2 separate regions of the Canis lupus genome follow, and region 1 is linked to region 2. A link is a contact called in public Hi-C data. All regions are on one chromosome and are shown on one strand. The core of a region is the stretch at or near the end of the contact, and the rest is flanking DNA. Distances in the headings are between cores, read along the strand shown. Region 1 holds the start of CCDC15 (coiled-coil domain-containing protein 15). Region 2 overlaps SLC37A2 (glucose-6-phosphate exchanger SLC37A2).

Evidence for each region. A called contact is a pair of places that touch in the nucleus more often than the background predicts.
Region 1: a Hi-C map of skin fibroblasts shows a contact between it and region 2, with 2.3 times the contacts expected there. The contact joins the promoter of CCDC15 here to the enhancer-like site in region 2. A contact is called at or near these places in 6 of 9 Hi-C or Micro-C datasets (amygdala, blood, liver and 1 more).

The regions. Positions count from the first base shown.
Region 1 is chr5:9,522,116-9,527,813 of UU_Cfam_GSD_1.0, forward strand. CCDC15 (coiled-coil domain-containing protein 15) reads right to left here and starts at 2,691. Exons shown (of 16, transcript XM_038535774.1): 1 at 2,437-2,691; 2 at 2,021-2,209. The coding sequence starts at 2,200.
Region 2 is chr5:9,400,421-9,406,020 of UU_Cfam_GSD_1.0, forward strand. SLC37A2 (glucose-6-phosphate exchanger SLC37A2) reads right to left here. Exons shown (of 19, transcript XM_038535764.1): 17 at 5,403-5,467; 18 at 5,144-5,200; 19 at 3,052-3,625. The coding sequence ends at 5,170. Among named protein-coding and RNA genes, the nearest start is that of PKNOX2, 20 kb to the left of the region's middle. Within about 2 kb of position 1,896, at least 6 of the 20 cell types and tissues checked have an H3K27ac peak or open chromatin away from gene starts, as enhancers often do.

The DNA of each region.
Region 1 (5,698 bases), core at 1,441-3,940, 120 kb after region 2:
GATCAAGGTGTCATAATTTGAGCAATGAAAAAGAAGTGTCACTAACTTAAACATCAAAATATCTTTGTACCAAATCTTATCAATTCTTCTGGCTTATTTCTTACCTTTACTCCTCTTCATTCCTACTTCAACCTCCCTTTTTTAGGGCTTTCCCTCTTTATTCTTTACCATTAAATAAGTCTCGATGCCATACATACTTCATGGCTAAATTGTTATAATTACATCCTAATTTGTCTCCCATGAGCCAATCTATCCCTTACCTCAAAACAAAACAAAACAAAACAAACAAAACAAAAAACAAAAAACAAAACAAAAAAAAAAGGAATTGAAGCAACTAACCTAATCAGAACACTGTTTTATCATTAAATTCATCTGCAAATATTAAACAATGAGATCAATCCCTTATCCAAAATTTCCTGTGGTTCCTATTGCTCCTATTTTTTTTACAATCCTATCAACCACCATATCCTTATGAAGCTTCCCACTCCAATTCATCTAATCTACCCTTAGAATCCAGAAAACATTTTGCTCACTTCCCACTCTCCCCATTCTCCTTAATTGGGAGAATCATCCTCCTTCTCTGACCATCTAAATTCTTCATTAACTTGCCTGTATCACATCAACCCAAAGTCCTATCTTTCTTCTTTAAGTATCATAGTCATAGCACTTAATCATATACTACTTAGACAATACCCTTTTTTGGAAATAGGCAGAAGAGGAATAAATGAATGTGTGTGTGTATACAAAAAAATAAAATGGACATATGACATTGCTTTGCTACTTAAGATTTACTTTAAACAGGTCTCATTTCTTCTCTGAGATCAAGGACCACTCATATTTTTCATCTTATGTTCAATATTTTGTCTACACATCCTGAAGACAATCACACAATTTGCGCATTCCACTTATTAGACACTAAAATGAAGTTGGGGGCAGGTTAATAAATAAGATTTTTTCCTTGTGCTCTGGAAGCTCACACTCCATCAGGAAAGGCAGATATGTAAACAACTTACTATGAATATAACATGGTAAATGCCACAACAAAATTCCAACAAAGAGCTAAGGGGCACAGTATAGTGAAAGACTATCAACAATCTTCTTTACAAAATTGTCCTCCTGTGTTAATGGTGACATATGGGAGTTACTAGGTAAACAGGCACACAGGTAAACTTTGCAGAAGTTTCCCTTCATCTGAAATGCTCTTCCCTACCGTCTGTACTTATAACATTTCCATTTTTAAGGACTATCATAGACTGTATTTCTACATCTATTCTACATCTATTCACTCATTCATTCATTCAACGAGTGTTTCCTTAAAGACTTACTATATGACAGGATAGGAATGAACAAAAAATAAAGGTCCCTTTTCTTTTGGACCTTATAGTTAAACGTTCTCTGGGCGCCTCCGCGGCTCAGTGGTTGAGGGTCTGCCTTTGGCTCAGGTCGTGATCCTGGGGTCCTGGGATCGAGTCCCACATCGGGGACCTTGCAGGGAGCCTGCTTCTCCCTCTGCCTGTGTCTCTGCCTCTCTCTCTGTGTCTCTCATGAATAAACAAATAATATCTTTAAAAAAACAAAAAACAAAACTCTCTCAGAATAACCCCAGTCAGAATTAATATTCCTTCCCTTACTCTCTTACTGCGTCTGAGTCTTATTGATTCTACACACTTACTGTAACTTTAAGAATCAACTAATGTAAAAAAAAAAGGAACCCATTAATGTTACTTACACACACTAAGTGTGGCAACTGTGGCAACTGTGATCCCTACTACCTTGGAGGGCGTCTGCAAGATACAGCCAGTGCCTCCGTCTTGTGCCTAGCAAGCAGTCTAGACCTTGTGAATTAGACAGTTTTGGCAGACACCTGTGCGTTCTGCAATCCTAATTCAGGAACATACTCATTTTACAACAGAAGGGAAAGGACTGTTCATGTTTATCTAAGCACCGATTAGAGAGGGCTAATATGGGGGGGGGGGTCGGGGGGGAGGCCCCACTACACCTGCATCGAACTGACACTCACATACGCGGGGACTTCCGAACTATCTGGCGAGGCCGCTTCCACCCAGGCCCCAACCGGCATTACAGCCTGGTTCCTCTCGGCCAGCACCGCCAGCACGTCCTTGCTCTTCAGGGGGTTTAGGGCCAGGGGCATCCTCGTGGCGTGGCGAGGCTTCTGGAGGGGGGCCATACTTCCCGGCATCTGCGACTCCTGGGCAAGCAGAAAGTTAACGCTTAAAACCCTCCGAGGACGGCGTGGAAAGCTCCACCCCGCCCCCCGCCCCCCGCCCCCCGCCGCAAGCCTGCTGCGGAGGCGCCAGGAAAGCAGAGAAGCCTTCGAGAGGCGGCGGTGGAAGAACAATCCCGGAGAAGGAAGGAAGGAAGGAAGGACGGGAAAGAGGAGTAGGAAGAAATTAAGAGGGAGAGTGTAAAGCCTGCCTCCGGGAAGGAATGGCGATCGGAGGGGAGAGAACCTAGAGCGGCCCACGGGTGGCCCCGCCCGGAGAGGGAGGACGGGCCGCAGCAGCCCGAGGGAACGGGGCCGGCAACCGGAGTCTGAGGCAGGGCCCAAATAACCGGTGTCCCGCTACGGGGGGAAGCGCGCCACCGACTCCAACTATTCCGGACACTACGGTAACCGCCTCCAGCAAACCGCCACTTTCGGGAGGGCCGCCCGGTCCCGCCCCGCCCCGCCCCGCCCTGCCCCTGCCCTTCCGGGCGGCCTTGTAGCCTCCCCTTCCGGTCTTGAGTCCCCGCCCCGGGGCTGGGAAAGCGTGCGGGGCGGGACTCCGGGCTCCGCATGGACGTCACTTCCGCTTGGTGGCCGGCTGAAGGGGCGGGGCCTGTGAAGGCGCGGGAGACTGGGCGGGAACGAGTGGGCTCGCGGGGCTGCTGGGTAACGGGGCCCGGGGCGTGGCCGGCTGCAGGTGCTTTTGTGGTCCTGGCGCAGGGACCAGCCCGAAAATCCCTCCGGAGAGGGTTGGGGGGAGCTGAGGAGCGCAGACCGGGAGGGGCGGGGGTCCCGGTGGAGGGAAGCAGGAGAAAAGGATGGGAAAGGGTGGCCCTGGCCGGGCGTCCTGGAGGAACGAGCTAACCGTGGATGCTGCGGCTCCTGGGGACACCTCGTTCCCTTTATGAGACTGTTTACTAGTTTCTTGAATTCGAATATCGCAGCATCGTGAGAGGTCACCCTCTCTGCTCCAAGCTCTACTGGGATTCTGGGGACACCTCCTTATCCCTGTGAAATACCCATGCATTCATTCATTTCACATATAATTGGGAGCTTTTTAACATACCGGTACTGTTCTGGGCGCTGGAAATCGACACCAGTGAACAAAACAAACAGCCCTTGTTAGTGGAATTTGCAGTCTAACGAGAAGAAGTAAGCAAATAAACACATGAATAAGTAAATGTGTCTTGGTGCTGATGAATATCGTTGATATAAGCAAAGAAGGAAGATAGCGTTGTGGGCGTCTTTCTGTGTTTATTGAGCACCCAAGAAAAGCGTGATCTACGATAGCAAGAAAAGAAGTGTGGGGAGAGGCAATGAATGTGTAGATAGGATGACTAGAGAAGATTTCATTGAAGTACTTAAAAAAAAAAAAAAGATTTTATTTGTTTGAGGGAGAGTGCCCAAGCTGGGGGGAGGAGCAGAGGGAGAAGCAGACACCCCGCTGAGCAGGGAGCCCCCGGCTCAGTCCCAGGACCCTGAGATCATGACCTGAGCCAAAGGCAGTGGCTTAACCAACTGAGCCACCCAGGCGCCCCCACTGAGGTCCCTTTGAGCAAAGGCTTCGAGGCAAACTCCCATGATACAATGGAACAAGCTACTGTCACCTTCAAAGGAGAGTTAAGGGTTCCAGGTAGCGAGGACAGCAAGCACAATTGCTCCAAAGTAGCTGAGAAACAGCAGGGAGGCTGGTGTGACTGGTGGAGTGAGAGAAGGAGAGAGTATTGGGGTAGGCAGTCGAAAGTTAGGGGGTGGGCAATCACATAAAGCATTGCAAGCCATGGAAAGGCATTGAGATGGGGAACCACTGGAGGGTTTTGAGCAAAGGAATGCCATAATGTGACTTAAATTGTTAAAAAAAAAAATCACTGTGGATGCTGTATTGAGAATAGACTGCATGAGGCAGGAGTATAAATAAGTAGTAGGCCAAGTAAGAGACTATTTATTACAATAATTCCAATAGGAGATTATGATGTCTTGGATCAGAGAAGTAGTGGTAAAGATGGTGAGAAGTCGTTGGATTCTGGATATATTTGGAAAGCAGGACTTTCAGGACCTGTTGAAAGTTGGATATGGAGTGTGTGTGTGTGTATATGTGTGTGTGGAGAGAGAGAGAGAGAGAGAGAGAGAGAGGAGTCCAGAAAAATTCTAGCGATTTTGTTCTGAGCAATTGAGAGGATGGAGTCGCTATTGCCATTTCCTGAGATGGGGAAAATGGTGGATAGAATAAGTTTGGGAGGAAGATCAGGAATTCAGTTTGAGACAGATTTTGTTTTTCGAATTGACATCCAAGAACATAATATGATAAAAGTATCTGCAGAGAGTTCTGGTCTAGAAATAAGAGTTTGGGAGTTGTTAGGTTATAGGCTTAAAGCCAGGAGATGAAATTAAATCAAGCCACTGAATTATAGACAGATAAGAAAAGAGGACCAAGGACTGAGCTGTGGGGAATTCCAACAGTAAAGAGGCTGAGAAGGAGGAAGGATCAGCTAGTAAGCTAAGGGAAAAAACGAGGAATGTGTGATAGCTTGAGAGCCAAATCAAGGAAATGTTTCATCGAAGAGAAGAGACCATTCATGTTAAATCCTGCTGATAGCTCAAATTGGATAAGGACTAAGAATTGGCTTATTGGGTTAACAAAGTGGTCATTGATGACTTTTAAAAGAGCAGTGTTTTTGAAGTAGTTGGAAAGTGAAAGCCTGATGGGGTGCACTTAAGAAAGAGGGGAGGAGGAATTGGAGACAGCAATTTTAGGCAGCCTTTCCAATGAGTTTTGTTGTGAAGGGACATAGGGAAATGGGTAGCTGAAAAGAAAGATAGGATCACAGGATGATTCTTTTCTTTAAGAATGCAGCACATGGTTTTGGTTGTTGGGAATTATCCAGTAGACAGGAGAAAACTGACAATGCAAGAGAGAGATGGGAGACCGTTTGCACTATGAACTTAAGTGGACCAGAAGGAAAGGGATCTAGTGAACAAGGGGAAGGATTGGCCTCAGATAGCAGGAAGAAAGGTTCATTATAACAATTCCAGTGAAGTAGACTATACACTGGTAATTGGGTAATATAGTGGTGACAACTTGTGGAAGTTCTCTTCCGACTGCTGCATTTTCTCTATAAAATTGTATTGTAGCCAGCCTACAAGATGGCCTCTCATGGTCTCCTGGTCTTCACACCCTGTGTAGTCCCCTTTTACTTTGTACCAGTGTTGGTCTGTGTAACCAATAGAATATGGCAGAAGAAATGGTATATCCCATCAGAGATTAGGTTGTAAAAGATGCTGAGTTCTCTCTCTCTCTCTCTGTCATTTTTCTTGCTCTTGCTCTCACTATCACTCAGATCACTTGCTCTGAGGCCATTTATGTCACAAGTAGCCCTATCAAAAGGCCCACATGACTGAGTACTGAAAACTTCTGCCAACAGCCCTTTGAATGATCTTGAAAGTAGATCCTCCAGCCCCAGTCAAATCTTC
Region 2 (5,600 bases), core at 646-3,145:
GCGCATGTGGCACGGTCCAGCCTTCAGAGAACTCGGGTGGTTACACAGCTGGTATTTACGCTGGTCCCAGATGCTCCATAGACAGCCCCGCCACCTTTTTTCTTTTCATCTTTGGGGGTATCCTTTTTTTTTTTTTTAAAGATTTTATATATTTATTCATACAGTCACAGAAAGAGAGAGAGAGAGAGAGGCAGAGACACAGGCAGAGGGAGAAGCAGGCTCCATGCAGGGAGCCCGACGTGGGACTCGATCCAGGGTCTCCAGGATCACGCCCTGGGCTGCAGGCGGCGCTCAAACGCTGCAACACTGGGGCTGCCCTCTTTGGGGGTTTCTTTGGCTTGTCTGTCTCCAAATGGATATCGCCCCAGCTTTACACTGGGGAACAGGTAATAACATCCTATTGCTGTAGTACAAAGTACCGCAACTTAGTGGCTTAGAACAGTACAGGTTTCCTATCTTACAGTTTTGGAGGTCAGAAGTCTGAAGTAGGTTTCACGAGGCTCATATAAAGCTTTGGGAGGATCTGGAGGGGAATCCCATTTCCTTTCCCTTTCTAGTTTCTAGAAGCTGCACATTCCTCGGCCAGTGTCCCCTTCTGTCCTCAGAGCCCCATCTTCTAACCTGACAACGAACACTCTTGCCTCCCCCTGTGGCTTATAAGGAGCCTCGTGATCACAGTGGGCCCACCCTGAGAACCCAGGATGGCCTCCTCATCTCACGGTCCTAGTCCCATCTGCAGTTAACATATTCATGGGTCCTGAGAATTAGGATGTGGACATCTTGCAGGGGGTGTGGGCGGGTGCTGTTCTGCCTACTGGAGACTATATGGCCCACCCCCCATGCCTAAGGTTTGATTCCTCCCACCCTCCACCTTCCGTTCTCTGCCCACCTTGCTGCTTTATATCCAGGGCCTGCCCCTTTATCTCCAGGAGCACCCTCTGGTCCCCAGGGCCCCCACCCCACCCCCATGATGTGTTGAGTCTCCTTCCCCCAACCTCAGTCCTGCCAAAAGCCTCAGAGTGCCAAGGGTTCCCTTTCTTCTCATTACTTCTTGCCTCCCTGCCCCCCCACGGCAACCGCACACCACCCCAGCCTCCCAATGGCTCTCTAAAGGAGAAATGCAAAGAGTTATTGCTTTTTAATTACAAGTGCTATTGTAACATCTATAAGGAAGAACACTTTAAGCTTAATTGAGACCAAATGTGAAGTTAAATTAAATGAATAACTAATTAACGTAATGCTCCTGCATTAGCCCCAAGTGAGCGCTGAGGCCCGGAGAGAAGGCAGGTAGCAGGCTTCCGGGGAACAGTCAGTGCCCAGAGCTGAGGTGGGCAGGGAACCCGGGACCTGAGAGACCAGTGCGGAGGGGCAGACGGTAGGGCTGGGGCTCTTCCACCTTCTCTCTTTCCCCCAAACTCCCACCTGCGGCCCGAGGCCTTGATTCTGGGACCTGGGGCTGACCCCCCATGCCAGGCTTACCCCCGGCCCCCTAGCCAGGCCGGGCACATCCTGCTGCTTTTCGGGTCCCCATGCTGCACTGTAGGGGCTTGCTCAGCCTTCCTTTTAACGTCCTCCCTCTTCCAGGCACCCCCCTCCCCCATCACACTGCCTGCCCGGTCCATTCATTCTCCCTTCTGACGCCTTTCTCGTTCATTCATTCCCAGCAAACTAACTGCCCTGGGGGATCCAGCAAACCAACTGCCCTGGGATCACCCTCCGGCCTGCCCCCCTCCTTCAGGCTGGAGGAGGGATGGTGATGCCTCTCAGCGCCCCCCCCCCCCATCTCCAGTGTTTCTCGCCTATTGTTCAGAATTTCCGTCTTATCCCTCCCCCAGGCAGGCTCCGCAGGGGCGGGGAGGGAGCCTTAATACTGTCTGCAGGTGTCCCTGCAGCCCATCTCGTCCTCGGAGGTGGGTCCCCTTAGGACTGTCCTCCTGGCCAGGACACAGGCTTCAGGCTGGCCAGTGGGGGAGGCTAGGGAGGAGGAGGAGGAGGTCTCCTGCCAGCCTACCCTGACCCGAAGCAGCCGAGAGAGGAGAGAGAGAGAGAGAGAGAGAGAGAGAGAGAGAGAGAGAGAGCTGAAAGTTGGAGAACACAGCACCCGGCCCTGTCTCTGCTGGCAGGACTGCGTGGCCCACGCTGGGCTCTGCGGGGGACGATGGCACCATCTAGTGGCTTCCCTCAGTGAGCCGCGCAGATGCCTCTGCCCTGAAAGAAGGTTCCAAGAACGCTGGGCTGGATGTAAGGCTGGGCACTGTAGCCCCGGCCCGGGGTGGGCGGGGTGGGGGGCACCCGAGGACCTAGGGGTCCCTGACGTCAGAGTGGGTGTCAGGCAGCCGGAGGCTTACAGCGGTCACCGTGGCCGTGTGCACCCCCGTGAGTGCGGCCCCGGCCCTGGTGTCCCAGTTCATGCCCAGGCCGCGAGGGCTCAGCTCCCGCTTGGGCCACCACCCCCGATCATCAGATCATCAGTGTTGTCCCGAGCACCTCCGCAGGGAGTGCCGGCTGTGACAGCCGCAGCGGGGGGCCGAGCGGTCCCGGGACACCCAGCACCGGGCACGGCTGGCCAGCGGACTCCGGACTGTGCTGGCGGCGGCGGCGGAGAGGAGGGCCAGGGCCAGCCCGGCCTGCAGCGCTCCAGGATTCGGGGAGGCAGAAGTGCTCAGGAGCACGGGGGACAAGAGGCAGCTCCGGGCCGCCTCCCTGCTCGGGCCATCACCCTGGTGTGGGTGCTCAGGGCCTCGTCCCACCGCGCCCTCTGCCCCTCCACTCCTGGAGCGGGGCTAGCGGGCGGCGAGCACTCGTCGTCATCACTGGCAGGCCCCTGCCACCATCCCTGCCCCACACGCTGGGGATTTAGTCATGCCCCCCACCCCGCCCCCGGCACTGCCCTGACACGTGTCCCCCACCTCACCCTGGGGACACCAAGGGCTGGGACTGAGCCTGGGGCAACGGAGGCCCTCGCTGTCCAGGGTGGCCCAGCCCCAAGCCCAAGAGCGATGCCTCCCTGCCTTGTCCCCCTTGCCTCTCCCGAGTCCTGGCCCTGGAGGATACAGCAACAACACTTTAATCGACTCGGGTCAGGAGTCAAGAACAGGACCCAGTGCAGGGGAGAAGGGGTTCCAACGTGGGGAAATACATGAGAAAACCGGCACGTGGACAAAGGAAGGGAGCGAGGCTGGGCAGCTCTGAAATAGGGTCAGAAATCCGCCCCTACACACAGGCCGATTGCTGAGGTTCAGATTTAACACGGGAAGGAGAGACACGCCCTTGCCAGGCCTCGGCCAGGTCAGGCCTCTGCCTTCCCTCTTGGAATCTGAACAAGCAAGATCTGAGCCTACCCTCCCCTTACCAAGCTGGAGACACCACTCAAGCTCTGCTCCCCATCCCTTCTGCCCACAGCTTCCAGAGTCCTGGGCCACGAGCCCTGCAGTCCTCGTGTTGGCAGTCCCCCCCACCCCGGGCTGGCTGGTGTCAGGTCAAGAGGCTGCCACAGTCCTTGGGGGTGGTTTCCGTGGTCTTGCCCCCGCTCCCCTGTGAGGCGGTGGGGTCGGGGAAGCACTTGGGGAATTGACTGAGGTCCTCCAGGCTTCTCCTTCAATCAGGACTTCATATTTCTTTATACCTGCAGGAAGGGGGAAAGGTGGGGGAAGAGAAAGTGAGACACAGACTAAGCTCCTGCCCCCATGGTGGGGCCAGGGAAGGCAGGTTTATAGGGCCCCTTAGTAATTGCCTCTCACCCCTGTTCTCTATCACTGAGGGCTCCCTTTCATCCCCTCAGCTGCAAACAGCAAGCCAAGATGACCATGAGAACCTTGCAAAGCTGGTGTCGCCTCTGACAGTTTTACAAAGCAGAATCACAGATCCCATCTCGTCTCAGCCTCAGATCACCTTGTCAGGGACTTAGGGGTGAGTGCCCCCCTGCCATACACAGAAGGCTATGGAGGCTCAGAGGGCGTGCCCACGGTCTGATACATGAAAGTGAGCAGGGACGTCAGGATTGCCCAGGGACTCCTGGTTCCCTCTGCCCTAGCATGAGCTCCTCTGCTCCCCACACACCGGCCTCCCTCGGAGGCCCAGCTCAGGGTGGCAGCAGTGCAGAGAAAAGCCAGCCCCCACACACCTGGGTTCAAATTCAGGCTCTGCTGAAGGCCTCAGGCACATTGCATGAGTTCTGAGCCTCCATTCTCTCATCGCTAGAGGACAGAACCGACCTCTGGAGGTTGCTGAGAGGTAAGCAGCCGGGTCTGAAGTCAGACTCCATTCCAGGGGGAGCAGATGCCCACTAAATGTTCATCCCTCCTTCCTGCTGCTCTCTGGGCCCTCCCAGTCTCCCCTCAAGCCTGGCCCAGGAGGGCAGGTGGAGGAGGTCCCCGTTGTCCCCACCAGGGCAGGCAGGATGGAGCTGGGCTACTGCCTCCCGCCCTCGGTTTTTCTCCCAGAGAACCTGGAAGACAACATCTTGAAGGGAAAGTGCTTCCCCAGATGTGGGGCTGGTCACCCTGAGCCCAGGGGCGCCTTCCACACATTTACCATCCAGGGCCAGGTCCACGGCTCCGGCCAGCTCCTCAGCCAGAACGGCCTGCTCAGAAGGAGAGCGGGAAGGCCAGCGAGAGCCTGCCCTCCACACCAGCACGCAGCCCAGCCTCTTGCTGGCTCTGCCTTGGCCTCTACGTGCGGCCTCCACACCCGCCACCACCGGGCAATAGACAGAACACACCAGGCCAGCCACCGAGGCTTGATTTCAATCTTATCCCAAAGGCTTTGATTCTAGTTGCCATTTTCTGTACACCCCAGGCAGACAGGCCAGATGATGTCAGGTTTGTGAACTTTTAGGAGGCATGTAGGGCTCAGAGCCCGAGTTCAGAGGGAAAACGATGTCCCTGGGTCCTGCCTCTGTCCTCGGGGTACAGCCAAGGCCCTGCCGCTCCCTCCCTAAGGAGAAGAGTCTGCCAAGCCCAGTTGGCAGCTCAAGCTCCTTAGGAAACACTTCCCAAGCACCATGCTCTGCTGGGATGGAGAGTCTTGGAGCTGGCCCCCAAGGGGAAAGAGAAAGTTGGAAAAATCACATGGAGGAGAGAGGATTTGCATGCAGGCCCCACTCGAATGGCACCTTAGCCACGGACTTGAAGGAAATACTCACAAAAGTCATGGGACTTGAGGAAAATACTACCGCGGGTGGGTTAGGGCCAGACTAGAGCTATGGAGACACATGGGGACAACAGAGGACACATTAGCAGGGCCGAGAGTGGGGATGGAGGGGCATGGAGCAGCCCCAGGGTCCAGCCTCAGTCTGGGCTGTGGGTGGGCTCAGACTGGGCCCCGAGCAACTGAGCGCTGGTTTGAACTCCCATAAGAAGAGAGGTCGGGGAGGAGAGACTACTGCAGTCGGGAGGACTCACCCTCTGTCTCTGTTCAGGAATGACTTCCAGGCTAGGATCTCTTTGTACACCAACCGGCAGAGGAGCTGCGGGGAATCCGAGGCACAGGGGGAGGGGAGGGCCATATTAGCACTGAATGCATGGGGAGTCCCCAGTGCTAGGTGAGCAGGGGGCTGGGAGGAAGGAAGGTCGTGGGCACAGAGTCTCATCTGGCAGGGT